3 separate regions of the Mus musculus genome follow, and regions 2 and 3 are each linked to region 1. Evidence: chromatin contacts called from public promoter capture Hi-C data. All regions are on one chromosome and are shown on one strand. Each heading gives the region's core, a stretch centred on a gene start, on an enhancer-like site or on the middle of the called end of the contact. The rest is flanking DNA. Distances are from core to core; before and after follow the strand shown. Region 1 holds the start of Kif5a (kinesin family member 5A). Region 2 holds the start of Coq10a (coenzyme Q10A). Region 3 holds the start of Pan2 (PAN2 poly(A) specific ribonuclease subunit).

Region 1 (4,447 bases), core at 1,011-3,510:
GAGGGTGCTATTTCTTCTTCTTTTTTTCTTCAAAAGTCTGGACATCTTAAATGAAAAAGCGCTGGCTCACAGTCTGACTGAACTCTCCATGACGGTCATCAATTTCATTAATAGTTCCCCAGAAATTAGGAGGAAGGAATTTGACACAGGTCTCAAACTGTAGTTCAGGGTGGCTTGGAACTCACTTTTCAGTGCTGGGGATTGAACTCAGGACCTTACATATAGTAGCTTTGTGTCCAGTCAGCAACCAATCTTTCTGGAGGAGAGATACAGTATGGTTAATCCTCTTACTTTGCCACATCAATGCATGACAATAGAAACCCCAATTATTTAATTTAATTTGTTTCTTTGTGTGTGTGGTGTGTGTGCGCGCACACAGGAACGTGGAGATCAGAGGACAGCTGTTATGCATCTGCTTTCTCTCCCCACCATGGGGGTCCTGCAGATCAAACTCAGTCGTGTGGCAAGCCCCTTCACCTGCTGAGCCATCTCACTGACCCATTTTTAAAACAGAAGGAAAGGCTGGGTGTGGTGGCACATGCCTGGTCTAGTGAGTCCCAGAATCTCTATGTAGCTCCAGCTGTCTCAAAACAAGAACAGAAGAGGAGAAGGAGGAAGGGGGTTGGGGCTGGGATGGGAGGTGAGAGACAAATAGAAAACCTACTACGTGCTACTAGAGAAATAAAAAGGTACACTCAGGACAAAAGGAAGTCCTCAAGCCAGACACAGTGCTGTCCACATATATTCCTAGCACTTGGTAGCCTGGGTAGGAATACAGGAACAGGCTAGCCTGTGTAAGGACCCCCCACCCCCCACCCCCCCGGCCAGGTCCCATCTCAAAAATTAAAATAACCGAAAATAGAGGATGAACTGTTGCAGCTGTATAAAAACCTTGTTGGGGGCATGTGTGGGCACACATACCCACTGAATTCTTGCCTCGATGGACTGTCATTTTGAAGTCACTAAGGATGCCACCTTCTTGTCTCTAGAGGCTGGACGTTGGTATATTTCCTGAGCTTGCAAGATGCTGCAACCTTCAGAAACAGTGCCAAACGACCGAGGGTAGCGTTCCTGAATTAGGAACTCGCCATTCTCATTCCTGGCTTCTGCCCAAGCCTCGGCCTCTGTCACCATGATCTCCAGGTCATGTATTGGGCTTCTTTCTGTTGGTTCCCTTAAGAGTCAAGGAGTGTGACTAGTGAAGGCCCAGCTCAGCTGGTATCTGGCCGGTTAGGGCTTGTTTGTCTAGGCCACTGCCCTCTCATCCTTCCCCCTTAGTAACTAACTGACCCTAGACACTGGCCAGTTTCTGAGCCAAGGCCTCCACCCCCTCCCTTCTGATTTCTCCCATCACCCCATCTTCCCCTTGGCTGGAACCTCAAGCCCTGCATCGGAGCTCTCTGTTGACAAGCAGAGGCTGTGACATTGAGCGAAATCAATTTGACCAGCTCGTGGTGTTCCTGTTTTGGGCTGCGGAGGAGACAGGACAAGAACTCTCTGGGCTTGGCTCTTTGTCCCCTTTCCTTTCCTTTCCTTTCCTTTCCTTTCCTTTCCTTTCCTTTCCTATCCTTTCCTCTCTCTTTCTTTCTTTCTTTCTTTCTTTCTTTCTTTCTTTCTTTCTTTCTTTCTTTCTTTTCTTCCGATGTGGAAACTGGGAGAAGAAAAGAATGGAGACTCTGTCCAAAGGTAACTAGGGCAGTAAACACACAGAGATACTGAGCCCGTCTGAGACCCAAATGTAACTCTTTGCCCTGGAAGCTCCTCACAGCAGGACCTCTGGCCCTTTGTTCCTTTCCTCAGGCTGCTATACTCCTGTTCTCTTGCAAAAGCTGCCCTGCCTACCCATATCCCACCCCAACCTTAGAGGCCTCGATGAGAACTCCATCTGTCCCTGAATGGCTGGAAGATAGCTTGTCTTTCCTTCTATTATTATATTATATTTACTTCTATTATATATTATATTATAGAGGAGTAGGCAAGACCTGCCTGTCTTTTCTCCATGCCATGGGATCTAGACTTCACTTCTGTAGCTTCCCACCCGTAAAGGCTCACTGGCTCATTGTACATCTGAGGGGCAGAAAGAGGCTGGGAGAAGGAGGATAAGTGTGATTTAAATATGAAAAGTGGGGTGTAATGGGTGTTTTTTGTTTTGTTTTGTTTTGTTTTTTGCGGGGGTGTGTGTTCTGGAATTAAGGGAATGGGAGGCCCGTAGGTGCTCTTTCCCAGGCAGGCGACAGGCCCACCTTAGTCCTCTTTTCCATTCCTGTAGGTGGAGTCTAAGGAGGAACAGACAGGTCGCGTGTAGCAAAGTGAGCTGTGTGGGGAAGGGGTGAGGACAAGGTTATTTGCGAGCCTCCAAATCAAGGAACCAGGTGAGCCTAAGCCAAACTCCACCTTTGGGTGGTCGCAGTTCGGAGGATCACCTCCTGCGAAGGAAACCCCGCCCCCGCGGCTCCGGCGCGCCCCGCCCAGGCCCGCAGCGCGGCTGCAGCGCGAGGGGCGGAGAGGCACAGCGCGGCGAGAGGACCAGACGCCCAGGTCGCCCGCATCCAGTGCCGCAGGACACCGAAAGCTCATCTTCCCCGAGGCGTTCCAGCTGCTCCCTTGGCCTCAGCGACAGATCACCTGTCCACTGCCTCGACCTCAGCCCAGCGTCCCCTTCCTCCGGAGTACACGCTACCCTTGCAGTCGGAGACGCTCCCAGCCCCTCGTCGTCGTCGACCACCATGGCGGAGACTAACAACGAATGCAGCATCAAGGTGCTTTGCCGATTTCGGCCCCTGAACCAGGCCGAGATTCTGCGGGGGGACAAGTTCATCCCCATTTTCCAAGGGGACGACAGCGTCATTATTGGGGTGAGTGCTACATCCGAAGGAAATTAGAGGAGGGGGCGGGATGCAAAAATCTTTTCACCCCCAAGACTTAGTCCCTCTGCCTGTCATCCTGCAGCAGCTCAGGGATGCTCAGCCTCCATCCTCTCCGCCGCAGCCCCTCCTCTCCCCTGCATCAGGATGGCTGGGTGTGGCCTGCCTAGGCCTGCAGCCAAGTCTCTGCAGAGTGGGAGGGGGCTCCTTTCCCGTCATCAGGAACCCCAACTTGTCTTTGCTACTCTCTTGCAATGTTCCCACCCCTTAGAGCCAGTTCCCTGCCTTTGTGATGTTTTCCCTCTCCCCTAGAGAAAGCGCGTTTTCCCTTTGTTATTGACTCTCATCTCTACCCTAACCTCCACGAAGGGAGGGGAAGGTTAGTGGATGGGCTTGATAGGAAATGAGAAGTCTAGGGCCTCTGTGGAGGAATGAATGGGAGTGGGTTCTAGGACGGGCCCTTCCATCATCGCCTTTAGTAGTTGCTGCCTGGACTTGGGGGGAGGGAGCAGAAATCTGGTGAAGGGTTTTCTGGGAAAGCTGTACACAGATGCCACACCCAATTGGAGAGTTAGCCTCTAGGATCCTAAGGGCCTGTGTGCCTTTCTATCCCGAGTGTAGTATCAAGATGATTTCAGATCCTAAGCCCTCCCAAGTCAAAGTGCCCAAATCCTGAGTTTGTACATACTTGCTTATTCATCTTAGTCTTGAAGATCCAATACAAGGTAGTATGAGTGCTACCTCGTCATGGCAGCCCTCTCCCAAGGAGATCGTCAGGCGAATTAATGCTTTCTGTGCACTTGGTGTTCTGTGCTTAGGACTGAAGTCTCAAGATTGCAGTAAGCAGTGTTCATACTTCCGTTTTGCAGACGAGGAGATTGAGGTTCAAGGAAGTTGAATGACTTTCTCAAGGTCATGCCGAGACTCCGTAGATCTGCTAGTCTACAGAACTGAACTTGAGTCTGTGACTCCAAAACCCACATGGTTTTCCTTTATGCCACCCCACCTCCCCAGATTTCCATTCCAGGCCATTGTGATGGTCTGAAGGGCCGCTCGGTCTTGCTCCTTCCACCTTTCTTAGGGTGTTAAGGACTTTCAGGGTAAGAGGATCTGAGGTCCAGTTCTGTAGGACTTTGGGGGTATTGAGCCAAGAAGTTGTTGTTAGTATCAGATGGGAGGAGCAGCTATGAAGGCAGTTGTCAAGGTCAGGATGATTCTTGAGTGCCTTGGTCCACAGTGCTTGGCATAAAGCAACCAGAGAGGGGACACCTGCACCTTCTGAGTTAGGCAATGTAATCGTGTCTAGGAGAAGCTCCAAGCTCCTACCTCTAGCCTGTCCTAGTTTCACAGAGTGAACTCGGTGGGTGGTTTTTGTAGTGTGTGTGTCTTTGCCACAAGAGAGTATCTCTGTTTTGCCCGAGGGTCTTTGCTGTTTGGTCAGTGTGGCCAGGTTAAAATACAGTCCCTATCAACCCCAGGGACCCCACCTCTCTCTGAGTAACCTGGCTGGCTGGCTTTAAGTGGAGAATTTGCAACTTGAGGCCCCTTCAAGTTATAAAGACTGAAAACCAGGAGAGAGTAGC
Region 2 (4,447 bases), core at 1,002-3,501, 1.1 Mb before region 1:
GTCTCTTTTTGAAATGTTTGCAGCCCAGGAAGTATAACACAACACATAAAACAAGGAGAAGATATACGATACATGCTTATTTTTATGAAATCCGGTATTCAGAGCAGTACTGATATGGGTTCAGTCAAGAGAGTCTTCCTGGAGGAGGTGTTCTGAAGTCAGTACTTAAAAGAAGTTATTGGTGTAAAATGTCAGGAGGACAACAAGAGGTGAGGAGAATGAACTAGGGAAGGATTAAATGGGAGTAATTAGCTATTTAATTACTTGGAGAACAGCAAGCACATTGGTTTTGTAGGGCTCCTGGGCCTTAGGGCTTCTGAGGCAGTTAACTCTGTTAAGGTGGTGTTAATGAGGTCACAGTTCAGCCATATATCCCAGTTAACTTCCCTCTTTTGCCCAACCTTACTCCTCACTCCGAGCAGCTGTCTCAGACGTCAGAGGAGGTGGGTTCAGACTAGAGACTGAAGCTGGAAGGAGTAGGCTGCCCTTCAAGGTCATACGCAGAAGGAACACCACCTTTGAACTGGAAGGAAGGGAAGGGACGTGGGAATGAGGACACAGCAGGCTCTCTCTGAAGAGCTTGGAAGGAAAAGTGTTAGAAATGCACTCATTCTGCATCTGGAGGTTTCATGCTCTCGTGTGTGTGTGTGTGTGTGTGTGTGTGTGTGTGTGTGCATGAGAATGAGTATGTGTGTGTGCATGGTGTGTGTGTGAGAATGTGTATGTGTGTGAGTGTATAAATGTGAATGTGTGTGTGTGCATGAGAATGTGTATGTATGTTTATGGTGTGTGTGTGGGTGTGGGAGACGCACATGTGTGTTGTGTGATGTGTGTTTAGCTGGTTCTCTCCATGGGGGCGGGGGGGGGGGGGGGAGTCCTGAGGATTGAATTCAGAGCAAACTGGGTGGCAAGCACCCCTACCCACTGAGCCATCTGGCTAGCCTCGTCTTGACTCTGAGTCTATGACCTTATTTGTGTAAAGCATTTGACTTGTATCACAATGTAGCTTTGATTGCCTGTCTTCTTCCTGCCAGCACATTTCCTTTGTCAGGCAAAGCTCGAATCAATGTGGGGAGCTTTAACCCAGCGTAGGGAAAGCAGAGCTTGCTCTGTGACAGTCGGGAGAATTTTGCTTGCTCTTGCACCCGTCTAGGCTAATCTCTTTCTAATTTGTAGTTTATTTCTCTTCTCTCTTTTTCCTTTGGTCATACTTTTCCCAAGAGCGCTTGTTTTTTCCTTGAATCCTGGGACGTAGTATTCACCTTTGGGCTTTCTGCCTGTGATGTCTCGTCCTCCATTGAGTACACATTTTTCCCCGACAGTGATGGTGCTTTTTTCTAAAAGTAAATTTTGGCTAGTAGTAGCTCACACCTGTAATTCCAGCAACTGGGAAGTGGCAGCAAGAAGGTGCATATGAGTTCAAGGTCAGTGCAGGTTACAGAGCAAGATCATGACACCCCAAAGCCCTCCTGGAGAGCATGCATGTCTGTAATCTCAGCAGCTAAGAGTCAGGACGATATCCAAGAGTTCCAGGGCAACCAAGCTTATATAGCGAGGGCGTCTCAAAGAACAAACAAACCATGTCTTATGTTTGGTTTGGTCTGACAGTAGGGCTTGCTTCTTGTTTAGAGCTGGCTACTCTAAAACTGGGTAGGTAGCCCAGGCTGGCCTGGAACTCGTGGCAACCCTCCTGCTTCTGCCTCAGACTTCTTTCCATAAATATTAGGGAGGAAATTCTGCTCCTAGGGACGTTCATGAAGGAGCACTGCAAATTCAAGGCCTGAATTGTCTTGTCTCGAATAACGAGAAGGGGAGGAAGGGGGAAGGGCGTGTAGATCTAGGAGAGATTATACAAGTCAGCCCAGAACTTGCAAAGTTAATATCCTTTTCCAAAGACATAAACCGGCAGCAGGCACTGCAAAGGCCAGTAGGATGAAAAGAGCCTCTCCTTCTAAAGGGCTCTGAGAAACGTTCCTCTGGACATCGACAGCCATCTGCCGTTGACACGCCCACGACGTCGCCTCTGCGTCTACGTATCAGGTCCTGTGACCACAGACTCGCCAAGTAGTTTGTGCCAGGCGATCTCGCTCCCCCGAGCCATCTCTGCAGCTCCTCCGACACGCACCCAGCGCCCTTTCTTTCACGCCAGAGGTGTCAAAGAAACTACATCTCCCGACAGGCAGCGTTGTCCCTTCCTTCCTCGCGCTCCCTCCTCCCGATCCCTGGCAACGGCGTGACGTGAGGGGACCCAGAGCTGCGGTCACCGCTTCAGTGACAGCCTATCCGGCGCGCGGGCCGGAGCAGGGCGAAGGCAGCCGGAGCTCGCGCCGCCCTTCCTGCCCGGCCTCCCCTACAGCTCGCCGCCGCCGGGAGTGCCAGGCAGGGGCGCGCGCATGGCCTCTGCGGGCGCGCGGAGGCTCCCGGCCCCGACGCGCGCGGCCGCCCGGAGCTGCTGCGGCTTCTCGCTCTGCCGGGGCGCGCGCTCCGTCCCGACCCCGCCCCCGGGCCCTCCGCGGCCGCCGCGTCCAATGAGGTGAGAGGCAGGCACAGACGTCCGCGCAGGACCGGAGGGGGTCGCCCGGCACCCCGAAGTTCAGCGGTGGAGGGTGGCAGCCCTTAGACGGCAGGCCGGAGAAGGGCTGGCATTGGTGGTGCCCTGGGAGTTCGAATGGAGTTCTGGAGATACGCGTACAAGCTAGATGCTCGGGGCGGGTGCGTGCCAGCCACTTCTTGGCCTTCGCCGGCGTTCTGGCTTTGATGTGCCTGGCCTGACCCTGGCGTCAGAGATGCTTCAGTTTGCTTGCAGCAGTAGTGTTGCCTCAAAGGCAGCTGGCACTTAGGACGTGCCCTTCTTTTTCCCATCCCCACCCCTGGCCCTGTCCTCAGCCGCCCTCGACCTTTCGCACTCGTGACTGCCTGGCCAGCCAGCCCAGCTAGCTGCAGCAGGTGCTAGGGGCAGAAAAGCTTGCCCGAACCAACGACCTTCCTCTGTGATGCATCCCTCTTCCCCTTCACCTGAAGTGGTTGAATACAAAAAAAGAATCGTGACGCTGCCTCTCCTTTCTTTTTGGCGCTAGGTTTCTGATTTCCTGTAATCTCTTCTTGCCTCGCGCTGCCCAGGCCTTGGCAGCGGAGGCTGGCCTACCTCATAGTCGTTCCTTCATGGGCTTTGCTGCCCCCTTTACCAACAAGCGAAAGGCTTACTCGGAGCGTAGGATCATGGGGTGAGCATTCCTTTTTTTCCCCTTCAAATAAATAACCATGTACCAGTAGTGGGTAAGATTCATATTGGGCCACTTGTCTCCCCAGCAACGTTTTCGCTGCCAGCCTTTCAACCTAAATTTCCCACCTTAGTTGTTCTGCACGTGTATTAGTCTAGAATTGTGTTACATCATAGAAAGGTAACCGACTAGGTAGTACAGCCTGTAATCTAAGCTTGAAGCTTCCACGGACTACATAGCCAGAGCTGCATCATAGGTATCTCACACACACACATTTTGAGACAGGCTCTCACATAGCCTAGGGTTGGCCTTGAACTTGATATACAGTCAAGAAGACTTTGAACTTATATCTTGCCTCCACCTACCTCCCTAGAGCTGAGATTATAGACATGTGCCACCATGCTGCTGTTTTTCTGCAGTGCTGGGGATTGAACATGCTAAGAAACCACTTATTACAGGACTTAATTAAGTCACAGCTTTTTGTTATTGTTGTTTGAGCCAAGGTCTCAAGACATACCTCTGGGTATCTACCTTGGAACTATGTAGTCTAGGCTGGGCTAAAACTCAGAGATCTGCCTGCTTCTGCCTCCTAAGCACTGGGACTAAATGGACTTTACTGGCTACCAGGATGTCAGGCTTTTGTTTTATTTTGATAATCGGTATCATTATTTAGACTTGGCTGGCCGGTCTCCCAAGTGCTGAGATTAAAGGCGTGCACCACCATGTCCAGCTATAGCAAAAATGCTTTAAAAAATTTAAACTATAAGGGACTGGAGAGTTGGCTCAGTGATGAACACTCGTTGCTGCAAAGGGTCGAGTTTGTTTCCCAGCCCCACCTGGAGGCATACTGCAACCTCAAGCGGGAGCATGTTTGATACACAGATAAACATGGAGGCAAAACACTCGTGCACATAAAATAATGAAAAAAAAATTTTTTTAACTAAAAATATTGGGGCGGGAGGTTGGAGAAATGGGTTAATGTCTAGGAGCCTGCACTGCTGAGTTTAGTTCCTAGCACCTACACTAGGCAGCCTGTGACTTCAGCTCCAGAGGATCTTGTGTCCTGTTCTGGATTCTGTGGGCACCTGCACTCATGTGTACATCCCCTCCCCAAAACATACACATTCATTTTTTTAAAATTTGGTGGTGGTAGAAGCTTACAACTTTAGCAGCCCTAGGCAGGAGGATCCTTATCAGTTTCAGCCCACTAACCTGCACTGCAGGCT
Region 3 (4,447 bases), core at 1,044-3,543, 1.0 Mb before region 1:
AGACTAACAATCAGAAAGAGAAGACAAAATAACTCCAATAGGTATCCAAAAACATTCATTAAACATTCTGCAATTATAAACGAGGTGTGGTGCATTCCTGAAACACTAGCACTTTGAGGTTGAGATAAGGCTGCCCCTAGTTCAAAGCCACCCTAGGCTGCATAGTAAGTCCCAGATCAGAAGGTGCTACATACTGAGATTGTTTCAAACCCCGACCCCATTCCCAATTCTAAATTGGGTAAAATATTAAAGAGTATGGATGGCTATAAACTAAGGGATGGATATAGTTAATCAAAACATGGGCTGAGCTTGGTTGGTGATACCCCTATAAACTCAGCACTCTGGAGATGATGTTAGGGTTGTAAATCTGAGGCCAGCCTGGGTTACACAGCAAAACCCTATCTTAAAACAAAACCAGGCACTCGGGAGGCAGAGGCAGGCAGATTTCTGAGTTCAAGGCCAGCCTGGTCTACAAAGTGAGTTCCAGGACAGCCAGGGCTACACAGAGAAACCCTATCTCGAAAAACAAAAAACAAACAAAAAACAAAACAAAACAAAACCAGGATTTGACCTGTAGGAGTGAGTTCAGTGCTTGCCTGCTGTGCAAAAAGCCTCGGGGTTTATCTCAGCAACATACACTGAATATGGGTTTGGTGTCTATCTTCCCAGCGCTCAGGAGATAGAGGCAGGAGGATCAGACATTCAAGACGATCCTTGGCTATACATAAAGTTTAAGGCCAGATTGGGATAGAGAGACCCTGTCTTTAAAAACAATAAACAAACAACAACACAACAAAAACAATAAACAACAGTCAGATATGGTTACATACAAGGAAACTCAGCACTTTGGAGGCAAAAGCAGGAGGACTGCTGTGAGTTCTAGATCAGCCTGGACTATAGAGAGAGATGTTGTCGCAAAAACACAGTAGTGATAGGAGAACTGACAGAGTGGAATGCCTTATGAAACTAAATATGTAGTTAATCTCTCCACTCCCTTGTTGGTTTGAAAGACCCAGCTAACTCTCATCAGTTCAACTCAGTTTTGACTACCTGCAAAGAGCTGTCCTTGGGCAAAGACCAGATAAAGATTTCTAATACACCCTTTCAGCCTTCAGAAAGGGGTATAGTTCTTACCCCATGGCTCCCCACCCACAGCATCTCCTCATGTAAATCAAAGTGGGAGACAGACACAGGCACTCCCACTTCAGCCACCACGCTGTGCAACTCAGAGTAGACACCTTCCATTATGTGCACTGACTCCTGGACAGGAAGAGCCTCCAAGGCCACTCCCTCTGGGTCTAGCTCCACATTCTGTAGCAAACTTGGATTCAGGTGGGCATCCAGGACTGGGTCCAGGGTAGAATGCATAGCTGGGGAAAATTCGGCCAGTCCAGGATCCAGACCCTCAAAGTTCATGACGATAGTGGCCGCTGGTCAGACCGGAGTCACACCCTCCCTTGCCACGCTTCCTACAGACAAGTGACCCAGCCTTCAGGAGGACAGCACCAGTGAACCTAGAATGGACATTCTGGCCTGCAAGGGAAAGAGGCAGCGCAGTCAGGGATAGGCCTAGGTACTGGAAGTATCTTCTATGTGGACAGGACAATCAGGTAGGCAGAGGGGATGAGACTGCCAGGCAAAGACGGAAGCATGCATGAAGAGGACAAGGGCAACGCTGTACTGTGAGTGGCATGACAGTGTCCCTTACTCTGCACCTCTAAACTTCCTAAGTTCCCTGCCAGCCCACCAAATGATCTAACTCTTGACTTCCCTTTCTCCTGAACCACAAGGTGAAGGGAGCGGGTTTGATAGGGGCTGGAGTTCGGGGGAGAGCTCTGAAATGCTTGTTTCTTAGAATTGGACATGAGACAAAGGGGCTGGGCGGTGAAGGGGGCAAGACAAGCCAGTTTCCCAGAATCCTTTACAGTGGTTACCCAGCATTCTCCAGGGGGTGGGTAACAAGAACGGCCAGTTACCCACAAACGGGGCGGGGGTAAGGGGGAAGTAATGGAAACGGATAGCTACCCAGAATTCTTTGAGCGAACCAGAGAAACTGGTTACCCAGAATTCTCCCCCAGCGCAGGGGACGGGAGGGGAAGGATTAGGGCAAAGGTCAAGACGTGTTCCTGGGATGCTTACGGGGAATGGGTCATTACCAAGATTTCTCCATGGCGGATATTTTGGAGCGCGTGGAATTCAAACGAGTAGGGGGTAGAGAAAGCGCCGTCAGCTCCGCGGGAAATTCCAGTTTCCCTACTACTCCCCCGCCTCTAGCTCAACCTAACCCAAGCAAGACGGACGGTGGATTGGCAGCCATCGCTTCCAATCAGCGGGGGCCACGGGCTCATCCCAGCCAATCAGAAAAAGCCAGGTACAGGCAGCGCCTGAGAAGGAGAGTGACGTAGCCTCCGCCAAAACAAGGTTACGGAATGCCACCGGGGACAAACTGAATCAGGCGCGGATCTATTTGGTGTTACGAAAAGTAATCCCTTCGCTCTCAGGCTTTGTTAAGCAAAATTAACTTTAGACTTTGAAGCCAAGCTTTTACGCTCCCTGAATAAGAACTAGACTAAAGGGGCGCCAGAGGCTAAGCACTGGGACTCGCCCGGTGGGTATTCCCAGCGTGGCCTTCATCATTCCCGGCGTATAGACCTTCATCTTGCTGTGCCTGTGAGCCATTCCAATACCTCTGACCCTGTACCCCCGAAACTCACTGGCATTTCCTATGACTTCTAGATGTGGGGAAGAAAAAGGAAGCGGGAGCCTGACTTCTAGTGTGGCCCAAGTGGCCACCTTTTCTCTATTTCTAGAGGCATCCATCTGAAATTCCCATCAATGTTTGTGTCGTCCCCAGAGGTCCCCTAATTTTCCCAAGAAACAAGTCTCCTAGACTGTCAAAATTCCCCTAGACCGTGGAGCTGGACATTGACCCCAAGAGAGAGATAAACAGTAAACTGAGTCAACTGAGCTGTAGCTATTCTGAGGGGTTCTTGATTAATCTCCAACTAAGAGATCCTACTGCCTCTCCCTCTCCTGTGAGAGTGTGTCACCGTGTCTAAAATATTTGGGGGTACTGGCTGTGTACTAAACTGCTTTGGAATTGGTCCAGGCTGTGAGATGTCTTAGGTTGCCCAAACTCAGCTCTGTCATCTCTGTTTTTAAAGGCCCTGTGCCACTAGTGGTCCATACCTACAATACCTGCATTATTAAAGCAGAGGCAGGAATCCCTTACAAATTCGAGGCCAGCCTAGGCTACATAGATAGTAAGGACCAGGCTTGCTATGGCTACATGGTGAATATCCCTTTCAACAGGTGCCTGTGGAAGAAAGTTCTCACCAATAATAAACACCAATAATAAAACTTTTAAAGCATTTATTGGGCCAGGCATAGTGGAGGTATATTTGTAATGGCAGTAATCCTGAGGCAGGAGGATTAGTGTTCAAGGTTAGCTTCTTCTATATAGCAAGTCCCAGGCTAGTCAGGTTACATGAGACCCTGTTTCAAACAAACAAAAACCAGGCTAAGTGGGATGGCAATCCCACCACTCAGGAGGCAGAATGGATTTCTGTGAATTTGAGGACAGCTTGGTCTACGTAGTGAATTCTAGGCCGACCAAGGTTAGACAGTGAGACCCTGTCTCAAAACACCCCCCTCATCCAAATAAAAATGTATTTCTTTTCAAAAAGGTGAAAGAGGATTTCAAGATGGTACAGCAGGTAAGGATACTGCTACCAACTGTCAGGGTCTGAGTTCCATCCCTGAGACTCAATGTGGTTGTCTTCACATTCATACTGTGGCACACATACATAATAAATAAATTTAAGTGTCTATCTGTCTCTGTCTGTCCCTCTGTCTCTCTCTCTCTCTCTCTCTCTCTCTGTGTGTGTGTGTGTGTGTGATTTTTCTCTCTCTCAATAAAGGCAAGCAAGTAGAACTTCAAGAAAGAACCCTGAGGCAGATGCATCGGGACTTCATCTATGGATGTTCTGCAGCCTAGCCTACCTGAAACTCTATCTAAAAAAAAAAAAAAAAAACAAAATAAAATAGTAATGGGGTGGGCAAGGGGGACATAGGCACTTGGGTATTCCACACACCAAGAAATCCTACATCAAAATAGAGAACACCTAACTCAAAGGATCTCTGGCTTCGCTGGTCCTTAGATTTAAATTTTCATACAAGGACTTAGGTGCTAAGAGACCCAGACAGTCCCTACACAGAAATCTCCATATTAAAGACTCATAATTGAAAGAGACCTCACAGACCACGGGAGTTAAGGAGCTTGAGATACTTGGAGTAAATCGGTTACTTTTTGGTTTGTTGAGCTGAATTCTCAGTAAGGAGTCCAAACTAGACTTGAACTTGTAATCCTCCCTTCATATTAACCCCAGAACTGGGTATACAGAAGGGTGCCATCAGACCTCACTCAATAAACTACTTTATGAATCAA

What was found. Promoter capture Hi-C pulls out the DNA fragments that hold promoters and counts their contacts.
Region 2: a promoter capture Hi-C map of liver shows a contact between it and region 1, with 4 times the contacts expected there. The contact joins the promoter of Coq10a here to the promoter of Kif5a in region 1. A contact is called at or near these places in 8 of 39 promoter capture datasets (the C10 cell line, cranial neural crest, hippocampal neurons and 4 more), 1 of 484 Hi-C or Micro-C datasets (B cells), 3 of 115 datasets of contacts at active chromatin or transcription factors (astrocytes, embryonic stem cells and pancreatic cancer cells) and 1 of 9 other capture datasets (adipose tissue).
Region 3: a contact with region 1 is called in a promoter capture Hi-C map of hippocampal neurons, with 4 times the contacts expected there. The contact joins the promoter of Pan2 here to the promoter of Kif5a in region 1. A contact is called at or near these places in 6 of 39 promoter capture datasets (cranial neural crest, embryonic stem cells, hippocampal neurons and 3 more), 1 of 115 datasets of contacts at active chromatin or transcription factors (astrocytes) and 1 of 9 other capture datasets (macrophages).

The regions. Positions count from the first base shown.
Region 1 is chr10:127,261,176-127,265,622 of GRCm38.p6, reverse strand. Kif5a (kinesin family member 5A) reads left to right here and starts at 2,260. Exons shown (of 29, transcript NM_001039000.4): 1 at 2,260-2,855. The coding sequence starts at 2,727. It overlaps Gm40800 (a long non-coding RNA gene), which reads right to left and starts at 1,319. Exons shown (of 2, transcript XR_872171.2): 1 at 922-1,319; 2 at 1-256.
Region 2 is chr10:128,366,784-128,371,230 of GRCm38.p6, reverse strand. Coq10a (coenzyme Q10A) reads left to right here and starts at 2,251. Exons shown (of 5, transcript NM_001374700.1): 1 at 2,251-2,533; 2 at 3,078-3,224. The coding sequence starts at 2,394.
Region 3 is chr10:128,301,181-128,305,627 of GRCm38.p6, reverse strand. It overlaps Pan2 (PAN2 poly(A) specific ribonuclease subunit), which reads right to left and starts at 2,293. Exons shown (of 26, transcript NM_133992.3): 1 at 2,157-2,293; 2 at 1,135-1,533. The coding sequence starts at 1,416.